Regions from separate parts of the Muntiacus reevesi genome. Here regions 1 and 3 are each linked to region 2. Evidence: chromatin contacts called from public Hi-C data. All regions are on one chromosome and are shown on one strand. Each heading gives the region's core, a stretch centred on a gene start, on an enhancer-like site or on the middle of the called end of the contact. The rest is flanking DNA. Distances are from core to core; before and after follow the strand shown. Region 1 holds the start of MAN2C1 (mannosidase alpha class 2C member 1). Region 2 holds the start of IMP3 (IMP U3 small nucleolar ribonucleoprotein 3). Region 3 holds the start of SIN3A (SIN3 transcription regulator family member A).

The links. A called contact is a pair of places that touch in the nucleus more often than the background predicts.
Region 1: a Hi-C map of muscle shows a contact between it and region 2, with 12 times the contacts expected there. The contact joins the promoter of MAN2C1 here to the promoter of IMP3 in region 2. A contact is called at or near these places in 2 of 3 Hi-C or Micro-C datasets (blood and muscle).
Region 3: a Hi-C map of blood shows a contact between it and region 2, with 3 times the contacts expected there. The contact joins the promoter of SIN3A here to the promoter of IMP3 in region 2. A contact is called at or near these places in 2 of 3 Hi-C or Micro-C datasets (blood and muscle).

Annotation. Positions count from the first base shown.
Region 1 is chr15:31,403,577-31,408,079 of mMunRee1.1, forward strand. It overlaps MAN2C1 (mannosidase alpha class 2C member 1), which reads left to right and starts at 2,702. Exons shown (of 25, transcript XM_065905976.1): 1 at 2,702-2,832; 2 at 3,087-3,212; 3 at 3,858-3,981. The coding sequence starts at 2,732. It overlaps SIN3A (SIN3 transcription regulator family member A), which reads left to right. Exons shown (of 21, transcript XM_065906794.1): 21 at 1-1,947.
Region 2 is chr15:31,199,703-31,204,644 of mMunRee1.1, forward strand. It overlaps IMP3 (IMP U3 small nucleolar ribonucleoprotein 3), which reads left to right and starts at 3,598. Exons shown (of 1, transcript XM_065906334.1): 1 at 3,598-4,814. The coding sequence starts at 3,675. The coding sequence ends at 4,229.
Region 3 is chr15:31,330,536-31,335,317 of mMunRee1.1, forward strand. It overlaps SIN3A (SIN3 transcription regulator family member A), which reads left to right and starts at 3,037. Exons shown (of 21, transcript XM_065906794.1): 1 at 3,037-3,057.

The DNA of each region.
Region 1 (4,503 bases), core at 1,452-3,951, 200 kb after region 2:
ATGGATTGCAACTCTGATGGTCACTGCTCCTTTCCTCTTCCCCCCAAAAAGGAAAAAAAAAAAAAAAAAACTGGATTGGATTTTTTTTTTCCTGGTCACTTGAGCACATCTAGATCACCCATTAGGTTTTCTCTGGGACCTGCAGTTTGGCCTTGGGATTGATCATCTTGTGGATTTGATTCCTGACGAGTACCTTGCTGCCCACCCTTTCTTCTCTCCTCTGGTTCTCAGCCTCAACAAGTTCAAATCAGTCGTCCTTTTTAGCTCCCGTGGAACTGTTTTGTACCTGCTTCTTTACTAGTCTGCCCTAGTGCCATCCACCAGCTTTACTCACACACACACACACACACACACACACACACACACACACAATTTTAACTTGGTTTTTCTTTTTTTTTGTAAATAATGTACATACTGTCAATTTTTTATTAAAAGAAATATGCTTTGATGTGCTAGCATAACTGCTCTAGCTTCTTGTGTACCATAGTTCTATGTGGCTTCAGATTTAGTACCTATGAACAGATGTACAAGACATTTATTACACTTTTTACCAAAGGGAGTTACCGTTGTAGTACTTTTGTGTAAAACTTGTCTTCCTTCTTGCCCCAACTTTTTTTTTTTTTTGTAAATAAATAAAGCTTGGTTCTTACTTAAGGAATAAACTCTCAACACAAGTCCCTTGTCCTCACCAGAGAATACTGTGAAGCAGGGATTTGGGCTTCAGTTCCTTATATACATACAGTACAAAAACAGGGTTTTGCTTTAAATAGTTAGCAGTCAGTTGTACTTGTCCCAAATCAAAATATCTCACATTTTAAAAATAGAGTTATTCATTCTTTTGGTACATATTATACCCCCTTATTTCAGCTGTTTGGAAATATTTTACATATGGGTATGTTGTGCAGCTGTATAGTTTGTGCTTCTCTTTTTTTTCTTACCTTTATTGGAAATGGGAGTGAACAGCTTAAATACCAAACTAGTGTTTGAAAGAAGTGTCTACACTGTGTGTGATATAAATGGGGTTAGGAGGGAGAAGACTTGATACATTAGCAACTGCAAATGGAATATATACGTATATATATTTTTTAATTACGTAAATTTAAAGCAGCAGATATTTAAACATGAGTGATTAGGATTTTTGTATGTGGGCAGACTGGCTTTTCTGAACAAACACCAACTGAGCCCCTCCTGGGACTTTGGTGAATTTTTCTCCAGCAACCATTACTCTAGTCAAAGTAAACAACAGTGTTCCTGTGTGGTTTTGTTTGCTTTTTAATTAAAAATCCCTAATATCACCACCACAAAACCACAAATTTTTTTTGCTCTGGAGTTTCCTTACGAATGGTAAGCTTACCTGATTTTTAGACTTTTTTGTTGAGGGGGGCAGTGGAGGGATGGGACAGTTATAGGAGACTCATCTCACATGTGTGAAGCGGCACCAAAGGCTGTGGGAGGAGATTCTGGTGAAGCTGCAGCACTGCCTCACTTGGAAGGTGGAGTGATACTGATGGGTTGGGTAGGATCTTCAGGTTTTCCACCAGTGACTCAACCCATCCCCATCTGCTTGCTTAAGAAAGATCCTGTTGACTTGGAGTTAATAGGGGGAACTGACTGAACGTGACCCAGGCAGCCCCAGCTATTGCTGTGTCTGCAGAGGGTTATGTCCAGAGCAGCTGCCTGCAGGTCAGGATAGGGTTTCAGGACCAATCCTACTAGTGCAACCAAAAGAAGGGAGCTTCACCTACAGCCAGGATTTACAAACAGCATTTTTATGTCTCCTGCCTTCTGACATCTGAGCTCCAAGCTCAGCTCAGCCTATCTTACAGCAGCAAGTTATATTTTAAGTCATGTTTGGTATTCTGTACTTAAGTCACCTTTCCCTACGATTTGCATTTGAAATGTTGTAAACTTGGTCAGTATTTCTATTAAAACATCAGGGGTCCGTTATGTTGTGTATATACTTTTCTTCCTGGTGATTTTATAGAGAAAGATTTCATCCCATTCCCAGGAGGGAGGTGGGGGAAACCTGCCAATAGACTACCAGAGTAACATGAGGATGAAATTGGAGGTGTTTCTGGTATTATGGCTTCTCTGAACTCATCAGTCCCTACAGAGAAATGCATTATTCTGTTAGGCTCATAAATTCTATGTCTGATCTGCCGTCTCAAAGTCTTAAGTTTCTGGCAATGGGCAGCAATTAGCCATATACATAAAATAGAACACGTAGTAGAGGGAGCTGAGGTTACTGGAATATAAAGCACTCCCTATTTAACACACGTCCGCCGAATGGCTTCAAAGCACCGGTCCCTGGCGCCACCTTAAGCACACACAGGGCCATAGACAAGGAGGTTCCTCTTGTAGCTTCTGAGACTTAAGTCACCTGGATCTGCAGCAACCCAAGCTCCCACCAGTCGCGCCTTCGGTCTGTTTCTGTCCTAGGCTTTTCTCAAAATCGAAACGTCAGACTTCCTATTTTACTTAAGGATTTGCCCAGTGGCGACCAGCTTGGACCGAGATAAGAGTAAAGCCTCAGAAGCGCAGCTTTTAGTTTTCAGCTCGCTGCTCAAAGTTCGGAGCAGCGGGGCTTCACTGAGCCGCTGGTGTTCCACGGAAAGTTGCCCGGGCCTGGAAGGCGCCTTTTAGGCGCCGGAACCTTTGGTTCCAGACCGAGGACCGCGCCGGCAGCGCCTGGGGTCTTCCGGGGAGAGGAGAGAGGAGCGAGCGCGCGGTGATGGCGGCGGCGCCGGCCCTGAAGCACTGGCGCACTACGCTGGAGCGGGTGGAGAAATTCGTATCGCCGCTCTACTTTACCGATTGTAATCTCCGCGGCAGGTGTGGCCCCCTTGCCCAGGACACCCGCCGGCCGCATCCACGCGTATCTAGCCTTCCCTTCCGAGGGGAAACCCAAGCTTCGGCCACGTGGGCCGAGGGACAAAGTGTCCGCCTCAGATAGTGCTGGGGCCCGGGAGGAGAGGGTGGGGAGAGACTGTGTCATGGGGCAGCCCTCCCGGCGGTGGATGGAGGGTACGCGCATCCCCACCCGCCGGCTGGCCCACGAGCGCGCACCACCTGCCCCTCCCGCCTAGGCTCTTCGGAGACAGCTGCCCAGTGGCCGAGCTCTCCAGCTTCTTGACGCCCGAAAGACTTCCCTACGAGGAGGCAGTCCAGCAGGACTTCCGCCCCGCGCAGGTCGGCGACAGCTTCGGACCCACGTGGGTAACGCTCCAGAGAGGACGGAGTCCCTGGGCCCCACCTCCCAGCTTGCTTGACTCCCCTATAAGCCTCCTTTGTCGGCTCTCTGCCCGAGACTGTCACTTGGGGCAGAGCAGCACCCTCTGCTGGAGATAGCTCCCTGGTTCCTCAAGCCTTCATGGAAGAATTTTCTCTTCCCCACTACTCCCCGCGGGCTGCCCTGTGGCTCAGATATTAAAGAATCCGTCTGCAATGCAGAGACTTGGGTTCGATCCCTGGGTTGGGAAGATCCCCTAGAGAAGGGAACGGCAACCCACTCCAGTATTCTTGCCCGGAGAATTCCACGGACAGAGGAGCCTGGCGGGCTACAGTCCATGGGGTCACAAAGAGACACGACTCAGTGACTTTCACTTCACTTCTTCCTGCTCAGTGACATCCCTTGGGAAGGGCACTCTAGGACAGATCACAGACCCCTGACTCTCTGCCTCCTTTTCTCACCTTGCTGCACACCCCATTGCTTCTTTCTTTTGGATCAAAGCTGAATATCTTGTGGTGCTGCAGATTCTGGCAGAAAGTCTCAAGCCTTCGCTGACCCTTAATCATAGGAAGTATGTCGAAAGGACAGGGCTTTGACCCCTAGGCTCATCTTAGTGGTTCTGTTGCAGATGGTGGACCTGTTGGTTCCGCGTAGAGCTGACCATCCCAGAGGCATGGGTGGGTCAGGAAGTTCACCTTCGCTGGGAAAGCGATGGAGAAGGCCTGGTGTGGCGTGATGGGGAACCTGTCCAGGTGAGGAGCCTTGCCCTGGGTCAGGTATGGCCACTTCAGCCCTGGTCTCTGGCGAAACGACAGCTGAATGGCTATGCCTGCAGGGTGGTATCAGGATTTCAGGACTGGATGGGTTTTTGCTTAGATCCCTGTGTAACTGTTCCTTCTTATATTTAAGTGGATCACTTAAAGTCTCAACATAATTAATGCTAAGCCAACTCTGCCACTGACTGGTCACCCTCCCATTCTAGAATGAAACTAGTTACTAATCAAATACAATAATATGTACAGCAGATGGACTTATTAAGCCTTTACTAGATGCTAGGTGCCAGACTAGTGACTTTGCAGACTATATCACTTCTTATTTTTAATTTTTAGTAAACTAGTTTTTATTATATGTAATATATGCTTATGGCAGCTGGGGAGGAGGACTTTGAAACAGTTCTGGATAATATAAAGTTTACAAAGTCCTCTTTACCTGAAATAATGGGTCTCTCCCACCTCACCCCCAGTTCCTCAGATAGAGCCACTATTAAGTGCCTT
Region 2 (4,942 bases), core at 2,348-4,847:
TTCTCAGTTCAAAACCCTCCAGTGTCCTCATCTCACTCAACCTAAAAACCAAAGATCTTAAGAGAGCCTGTGGGGCCTCTGTTATCTGAGCCCCCTTTCCTCACCTACTGGCCCACTCTGCTCTAGCCAAGATGGCTTTGTTATTCCTCTTCTGAGATGCCAGGCACATTTCTATCTTAAGGCATTTGCACTCACTGCTTCCTCTTCTTGAAATGCTCTTCCTCTAGATATCTACATGGCTAACCCACCACGAAATACTACCTTCTCAGTAAGACCTACCTTGACATGCCCTGTTTAAAATTACAGCCCATCCTCACCCCAAGCTCTGTCTGGCTCAATTTTTTTTAATGACACTTATCACCTGCTAACAAATATAATTTACTTATTTATTATGTTTATTGTCTAGGGAGAAGGGAGTTAACCAAGAGTCCTCCCACAAACACCAAACAAAGGCTGAAGATGGAAGGGAGTGGGGCTGGGGGAATATGAAGGGTGGGGATGAAGTGCAAACTGGGAAAAGATATTTGCACACTATAGATAACTGGTTAAGGATTACTATCCAGAATATACAAATCACACCTTCAAATAAAGTAGAAAAAAAGCAAACAGTCTGTATGTTTCCTATTGTAGCTACAACAAATTACCACAAACTTAGTGGCTTGCAACACAGATTTATTCTTTCACTGTGTTCGAGACCAGAAAACCACACTGGATCTCACTGGGCTCAAATCAAGGTGTCAGCAAGGGCCATGTTCCTCCTGAAGGCTCTAGGTAAAAAAACCACTTCTTTGCTTTTTCCCACTTCTAAAGGTTGCCCACACTCCTCTGCTCCTGGCTCCCAATCATCCTCAAAGTCAGAAATCACACCTGAGACTTCTGCATGCATCATCATATATCCCTGACTCTTCTGCCTCCCTCTTCACTTCTAAGGACATTGGTGATTAATGAGACTAACTCAGTTAATCCAGGACAATGTCACTGTCTCAAGATGCTTAATTTAATCACATCCACAAGATCCCTTTTCTCATATAAGGTAACATCACAGGCTCTGGGTGGACATCTTGGGGGTTGGGGGGGGGGGGTCACTATTCTACCTACCCCACAAACCAACAGAAAAATACACAAAGAGGCATTCCACAGAGGAAGAAACATATATGAAACCTTTATTCATCAGGAAATGCAAATTAAAATCACAGTGAAATACCATCACACACTCATCAGATTCACAAATATTTAAAAAGTCTACCAACCAAGCACTGTCAAGAATGAGGAGCAAAGGAAACTCTCATGTAATTACAAAGGAATATAAATTGGTACAGCCCCTTTGGAAAACAATTTGACAATAGCTAGTAAAGCTGAGCCGGAGAAGGCAACGGCACCCCACTCCAGCACTCTTGCCTGGAAAATCCCATGGACGGAAGAGCCTGGTAGGCTGCAGTCCATGGGGTCATAAAGAGTCAGACAGAACTGAGCGACTTCACTCTCACTTTTCACTTTCATACATTGGAGAAGGAAATGGCAGCCCACTCCAGTGTTCTTGCCTGGAGAATCCCAGAGACAGCGGAGCCTGGTGGGCTGCCGTCTATGGGGTCGCACAGAGTCGGACACGACTGAAGTGACTTAGCAGCAGCAGCAGTAAAGCTGAGCATGCACTTTACATATTCACGTATCCTTTACAACTCAGTAATTCAACTTCAAGATGTATACTAGAAGCTACTGCATAGGTACAACAGGAAACCTACAGGAACATAGCACTGCTAAAAAATAGTCACTCCAAAAAAAGAAAAAATCCAACAGGAGATGGATTAATAAATTGGATAGAACCAAACATGGTTTTTCTAGTAGTCATATATGGATGTGACAGTTGGACCATAAAGAAGGCTGAGCTCTGAAGAACTGATGCTTTCAAACTGTGATGATGGAAAAGACTCTTGAGAGTCCTTTGGACTGCACGGAGATCCAACCAGTCCATCCTAAAGGAAATCAACCCTGAATATTAATTGGAAGGACTGATGCTGAAGTTGAAGCTCCAATACTTTGGCCACCTGACTCAAAGAGCCGACTCATCAGGAAAGACGCTGATACTAAGAAAAGATAGAAGGCAGGAGGAAAAGGGAACAATAGAGGATGAGATAACTGGATGGCATCATCAACTCAATGGACATGAGTTTAAGCAAACTCAAGGAGATAGTGAAGGACAGGGAAGCCTGGAGTGCTGCAGTCCGTGGGGTTGCAAAGAGTCGAACACAACTGAGCAAGTGAATAACAACAAAACAATGGAATATAATGCAGCAGTTTTTTAAAAAGCAACTGCAGCTATATATAAAAAATTCCATATGTGATATCATCTAAGCAACACTTCTCAAATATCATGCATGCAAATTACCTGGGGATCTGGTTAAATGCAGATTCTGATTCTGTAAGTTCAGAATGGGGTCTGAAATTCTGCATTTTCAACAGCTCTCTGCTGATCCATGGGCTATGCTTCAAGTAAGAAAATTCTCAATATACTTAGGGATGCATAAAATGATAGAACTATTTTTCTTTTTAAATAAAAGGCAAAGATAAACACTAAATTCAGGACAACAGATATCTTTACCTCTGACTGGGACAGTGGTTGAATAGGTCCTGGTGATGCTTTCTTAAACTGGCTGTTGGGTCCACAAGTATTCTTTGTATCTCACATGTTACATATAGTATCGCCCATATCAAATATTCTATCTTTAAAAAAACAATGAAAAGCGTACAAAAATAAAATTACAGGCAAAGAAGCTAGGTGGCGTCATAGTCTTGGGTAAATAAAGAAGTAGTCCTGTAGCGCTACACTAAACTAAAACAGATATAATTTGCAGAAAAAGTGTTGTCTGTTCACTAAATACTCCAGAAATCCAACCTGCCAGGCTAATTCTTTTCAGCCCGGATTAAAGAGTAAGGATTTGTACTATCCAAGTTTTTCAAATTTAGTGGATTTTATGAATCACCTGGCATTCTTGTTAACAATACAGATTCCCAAGTGACTCCAGTGTAGATCCTGATTCTGGGCATGCAGGAAGTAGCCTGGGAATCAGTACTGAACTCAAGCCCCAATTGGTAGGGTGAAAAAGCTCCGCCCGCCTCGTAATGGACTTGCGGTTAGTAGGCTGTGGGGATGTTCGATCAGCCCCTGTCGGCTCCGAGAAGCCCCCACTCGGTGGGAGGGCAGCCCCCTACCCACCCCTCGCCCCCTGCCACAGTTAGCACAGTAAATCCATATTAGCGCGGCGGTCACCCCTCTTTCCCGGAGCTATCCTCTTTGGCTCTTCTGGAAGAGGCTCTCCAGAGAGGCCCTGAATGACAGAAACCTAAACAAGAGGAAACAATTACGGCACTAAGTAATTCATTCTCAGCAACTTAAAACCTCACAGACTCGCCTCGGAGGCCGCCTCTCCCAACCCCGGCCTCTCCGAGCGTTTCTTCCCTCCGCCTCCCTCAGAGAACGCGGAGAAGAAACGCGAGAAACGAACACGGGGCGTGGCCTCATCCTGACCAATGGAAATGGGAGGCCTGGCCCTGAGTCTTCCTTTCATTGGCGCAGGGTCCCCAAGGCGGCCGGGTCTAGCCGTACTGAGGCGGAAGTCGCGCGACAGCCGGAATGCGCGCCGAGCCTCCGGACCGGCAGCGTTTGCGCCGCCATCATGGTGCGGAAGCTTAAGTTTCACGAGCAGAAGCTGCTGAAGCAGGTGGACTTTCTGAACTGGGAGGTCACAGATCACAACCTGCATGAGCTACGCGTGTTGCGGCGTTATCGGCTGCAGCGGCGCGAGGACTATACGCGCTACAACCAGCTGAGCCGTGCTGTGCGCGAGCTGGCCCGGCGCCTACGCGATCTGCCGGAGCGTGACCCGTTTCGCGTGCGCTCCTCGGCCGCGCTGCTGGATAAGCTGTATGCGCTCGGCCTAGTGCCCACGCGGGGATCGCTGGAGCTCTGCGATTTCGTCACGGCCTCGTCCTTTTGCCGCCGCCGCCTGCCCACCGTGCTGCTTAAGCTGCGCATGGCTCAGCACCTCCAGGCCGCCGTGGCATTCGTGGAGCAGGGCCACGTGCGCGTGGGCCCCGACGTGGTCACAGACCCCGCCTTCCTTGTCACGCGAAGCATGGAGGACTTTGTCACCTGGGTTGACTCGTCCAAGATCAAGCGGCACGTGCTGGAGTACAATGAGGAGCGTGACGATTTCGATTTGGACGCCTAGCGGATCTCCCCTCGCCAAGACTGCATTTTACAGATGGGGAGCCTAGTGGATCTCCCCTCGCCAAGACTGCATGTTATAGATGGGGAAGCTGAGACACGAGCTTGAGATTCTATGAATGCGCGTCTCCGCAAGAGTGTATCAGCCAGTCGTCGGTTCTTAAGAACTTGCCTCCTCAGCTACAGGCCACGCGCGGAGCCAAAGGGTACGCCCTTTTCCACGAAATTTTCTTAGCCCTTGGACAATTGGTAATTCAGTGACTGCCGTAAGAAACAATGGGAAGCGGTTTTGTGCCGCACTGGGGAATTGTTATGTCTCGTACCTGAAACATTGCGGTGTGAATGCAGGGACTTGGGATGGGGGAGGGCCTACCCTCGCCCCCAGCTTTCCTTTCATTTCCTTGTAACAGGAAGTGTGGTTTAATTTAACTCGAATCCTTGCTCTTGTTCGTGATTAAACTGTATATAGATGTCGTAGAGGTTGGTCTCAAGTTTTCATAAAATGGATGATATTTTAGTGGTCAGAGTTCTTTCTCTTGTTTAAAGGAATGCTCTCCTAATGCCAATAAATGACCTACCTGCTTTTTTTAAGTGCAGATTTTTGTCTGGGTTTGTCACATAGGGTCGCATCTATAGGTCTCCCTGAATTCAGGAACCCACAGAAGAATAGTGATGGCAGTGAGCTGCCTGTGGGTGAGACCTGCCCTGGGTTCCACG
Region 3 (4,782 bases), core at 1,787-4,286, 130 kb after region 2:
CCTAGTGTGTCTAGAAATAGCATGTGGTGGAATGGACAAAGCTCAGGCAGACTCGGTTTGGCAGCTTGGTTTGGGCAAGTCATTCTAGTACTGTGAGCCTCAGTTTGCTCAATTACAAATACAGTTCAACACAAAAGAGGACTCCTGGGAATCAGAACCTGGCTTCCCCCTGTGACTTCTCCAAGGAAGGCCTTCACACAGAGTCATTCACTCTTTCGTTCTCACTGATAATCAGAGTAGGGGTGAGGTGGGGGTGGATGCAACTGTTAATGAAACTGGAGGGCCAGTGTCTCCAAATCAAACTTACTAATTTCTCAGAGTCTGGGAGTGACTGTGTTCTGCAGGGATCAATGTACCGAGCCAGAAACAATCACAGGACCTCTTCCAAGGGGCCCCCTTGCCTGACTGCTGGGGACACTGGGGACTCAGGGGTGAATTAGTTACTGTCCTTGAAGAACTCAGTCTAGAGGGTGTTCAAGAGGGAATTCCCATCAGGGTGGTGCACTTAGGAGGGTAAGAAGTGTCAGTGAAGTCTGGTTCTCTGAACAGGAGTAACTGTCCTAGTTTGCAAATGCTCCATAAGTAACCTCATTTACAGTACACCCACTGTAGTTGAGGTTTACAGTCAGATGCTTGGGCCTTTGGCCTCCACAGTAGTTTGGAACCTCACTAGGTGTATTAAAACACGTTTTTATCATCACATGTGATCTACATAACAGTATGGACTGCTCTATGAACTTCTTGTACAGGACAGGAGGCTGAACCACAGGAAATAAGAAGACCAAGTGGAAACCACGGGGCTCAACTTCCAGACAAATGTTCTTTCTGCTCTATTACTCTCCCTCATCTTACATTCACACAGTATCTGTTATGCTTTCACTTAGGGCAGAGCATCTTGGGAAATAAAGCCCAAATCTGAGATAGGGCTCCAAACATCATGAGATCTCTGTTCTGATACAGAAAAACTTGGTCTTCAGTCTAAGGGTCCCCCAGGCTGGGAATGTACTTCAGCCTCCATGGCCTTGCCAGATGCTGGACCTCCCACAGAATACACAACCCTCACCTCCTGGTTTTTCCTTCTTTACACCCTTTCCTTCAGTAATTCCAACCAAGCTGCCACCCAGATTCTAGTCCCTACACCTGACCTACTTCCCTTCCCAAATCAGTGTTCCTTCCCACCTGCTCTCCTTAGTAGCAAACTTCCCTCCCCATTAGAGTCCCCCCATCCCCATGGACTCTGAGGGACGGAAGGGTCCTTACAGACTATCTTTCTACTCCAATTTTTCACCCCTATTTTTGCAGAAGAGAAACAGGCCCAGAGGGAGGAAGGGACTTGCCTAAGGATATACTGCTAAATCACTGACCATGCTACCCAGATTGCCGAACCACCAGCCTCAAGCTCTTCTACCTCTTCACACACCAGCCACTGACAACTCCTTTCCCTCCATAACCCACAATGATCAGTCCTTTTTGAGTCTTTCTCAAACACATCTCCCCATTTTTATTCCTGCTTACCCATTGCCACTGCCCTAGTCGTCTTCCTTACATCTCACCTGAATTGTTGGGACAGCCTAACTGGCACCAGGCTACCCTATTCTGCCACAGGATTTAAAGGCCCTTTGCATTCTGACACCCCACCTCATCCACACTAGCTTCTTTTCCTGAATATCTCAACTGGTCTTTCTTGCTCACTCACTGTGTAACCTGGCCCCAGGGTCAGCTCTGTTGAGCACAGGGATGTGGGGTAGCCTCACCATCCCCCCACAAAAAAAAAAAAAATTCAAATGATCCAGGGAAGCGTCTGAGTCAGAATTTTGACTAGGGCTGCTGAAAATAGGAAGGGTTTCTGGATTGGGGGACCAGGAGAGACAAGAAATATCTTGCCTCCCCCCACCTACCCCTACCACCAGAAGATGTACCTCTAGTCTTCAAACCGCTCATTACAACAGCCTTTCTGCCTCACCTTGCTGCTTGTAGTCACCCTTCTCTCAACCCACCCTCAGAATTCATCCAGCTGCTGGGATATTCAGCATCTTAAATGGTAGTTCTGGGCCTGTGGTCCTGTGACCCAGCATGCTGCTTGTACATTCTGCTATACAAATCTTTAAGAATTTTAACAAGGTGGAAAAGTCTTCTCTTTGACTCACTCCATCTTTGCAACTCTGGTTTTCTTTTTTTTTTTTTTATTAGTTGGAGGAACTCTGGTTTTCATTACTATAACCACACTTGAAGAAGCTTTTAATACTGCTTTGCATTTATCATTTTGTGTGCTTTGCTGAAAATGAGTTAGTTGCCCCTCCGTTTCTGCTGAGTGACACCTCCTCCATGAAGTCTTCACCCAGTTTTCCTCAGCTAGAAGAATCTCCCTGCTCTGAGCCTCTGGAGGTGTCTCTATATTCATTTCCAAATTGCCTTAGCTCTTCCTGTATCCTCTCTTCAGCTAGGTCTGAAGCCCTAAGAGGGCACAGAGTGAGCATCTCATTCAGTTTCTGTAATGGCAAAAAGCAGCAGGTGCGGTATGAATGTGTCTGCCTCACCCCTGAAGGTGCTCAGGCAAGTGCCTGTTACCCCGAAGGCAGGACTTCCCGCTTACACCGCTCAATTTTTAGGCAGGCGCCGGACACGGTTAGGTTACACAGCCAGGGGAGTCGGGACATTCCAGTCAGTCGCTAGGGTATCCTTACCCGCCCCCTCTGCCCAGTTCCAAATGGGGTGTGTGTAAGAAGGATGTGGGGGCCGGGTAGCCCCAATAGCTCCTCCTCCAGGTTCACCCAGCGGATCTTCGAGTCCCAGGAGGTTTCCTTCCAGTCCAAGGGCCTCAAGTAACTCCAAGCGGCGGTGCGGTAGAGATGGGGCCCTCTGCCATGGTTGCGCCTCCCACTCACAGCTAGTTTAATTAATTTATTTCTATTTTTTGGAGGGAGGGGGCGTTCAATGAAGGGGAAGAGGTGGAGCAAGGGGAGGAGGCGGGCCCAAGATGACTGACGCGAGCACCGGGGAGCCAATGGCCCGTAGGGGGCGTTCCCCCCCATTCAGGACTCCTCGCCTGGCTGGAAGGTATGTTAAACAGCTGCTTTTAATTTGGTCTCCCCAATCTCGGGCGTTTGGGGGGCTTGTTTGCCGGCCGGTCCCTTTGACCAGTCAGCCATGGTGCAGGCGCCGCGGGCCCTGGGACGGAGCTAGGGGAGGCTTGGAGTCCGGCGGCCGAGGGAGGCGAGGGGCAGGCCAGGAAGGAGAGCTCTTGGCGCCGCCCGCTCACCAGTGTGTGTTTCCAAGCCGGGCCGGATCCGCGGGGAGGGGGTCGGCCCGACCCGGGGTCGCCAGTGTACCGGCCGTGCTGCCTAGTTTATTTCACCGAGCGGTCGGTTTCGGTAGGTTTCGGCGGTGGGCTGGGTAAGGGGCCGGCAGGAGGAGATCCCTCGCGCTCCTGGAATGCCTTAAAAAATTATTGTAAAGAAGAAAAAAGGGGAGATTCCGTACACCGACTGGAACCGGGCCCGAGCTGCGGCGCGCGGGCTCGGCAGGGGGCGGCGGCCTGAGCTCAGCCGGCCGGGCCCACCAAACCGCCCGGAGTTGATCGAGAGCTGGAGTTAGCGAGCGAGCCCAGGCCCGCAGCTTTCCCCGCTAACCACGCTGGGCGAGGGCGGCAGCCGCCCAAGGGTTTTGTTTCTGTCCGTAAACTTGTCGGAGGGGGCGGTGGGCGCGCTCAGAAGAGGCGCGGGCTCCTTGGGCCCGCGGTTGTTATGGACTCTGGGGGCGGGGGCAACGCCGGACTTGCGGGAGGGGCGGTCGGGGGCGGGGGAGGCCACCGGAAAGAGCCCCAGCGCCTCGGCAGTATACCCATGCGCCGGTCTGGGCTCTCCGAACTCCCGGGCCGTGGCAGGAGAGCCAGCGTTCGGCGCCGGAACCCGGCCCGGGGGTGTGGAAAACCTCCAGGAACTCGGCGGCTTCGACCCGCAGCCCCAGCTGATCCCTTTGCAAACATGGAGCTGCCTCCTTCCCCGCCCACCCCAAGGCGGCGACGGCAGCTCCTTTCCCCTCCCCCTGCCGTGCTGCTCGCCCGCGGAAGGGGCGGGGGCGGGGGCACCGGCGAGTGAGCGCGCCCACGAGGGGGTAGCCTGAAAGGGGCAGTGAAGGTCGGAAACTGGGCAAACAGTCTCCACGCTCGGATCGGGAAAAGGAAATGCATCAGCGGGCGGGAGGGGCGCGGGGGGCGCGCCTGTCAGCCGGGATGGCGGCCGCGGGCTGGGGGGCGGGGCGCCGGCGCGAACCGCGGAGGTTGGGCGGGGCGACGCCAGGAGAGGAGGCGCAGGGGCCCGGCCCTTGGAGCGCCAGAATACCCCTGCTTCCACTCCTTGGCCTAGCCTGTTTACTATACTCCGGCGACGGCTTGTGCAACCGGCCTGGAGGCGAGCTGAGGGGCGGGGCCTTCCCTCCTCTCCTCCACCCGTCTCGGGCTTCTTCAGAGGGCCCGCCTTCTCTTGTTTTCCACTGGCTGGGCGAGGCTCCCTTTTTTCCTGCTCGGTTGTTGATTGGATGACATTCTTCCCAGCTCCGCCTATCGGAGGCCGGGCTGGAGTTTAAGTTGCTAGGATTTTTTTCCGTAAAGGGCGGAGGGAGGATTCCGGCGGCTTACGTGAGGCGCAAGGGTCCGCCCCTACTTCTGATTGGTGGGGTGGATAGTCCCGCCCCCTACGGGAGAGCGAGCTTGGAGGGGGAAGTCCACCCCTGTTCCCCGCCCCCTCCCCTAGCGTGTGTGTGCGCGCTCAGCACATGTGTAAG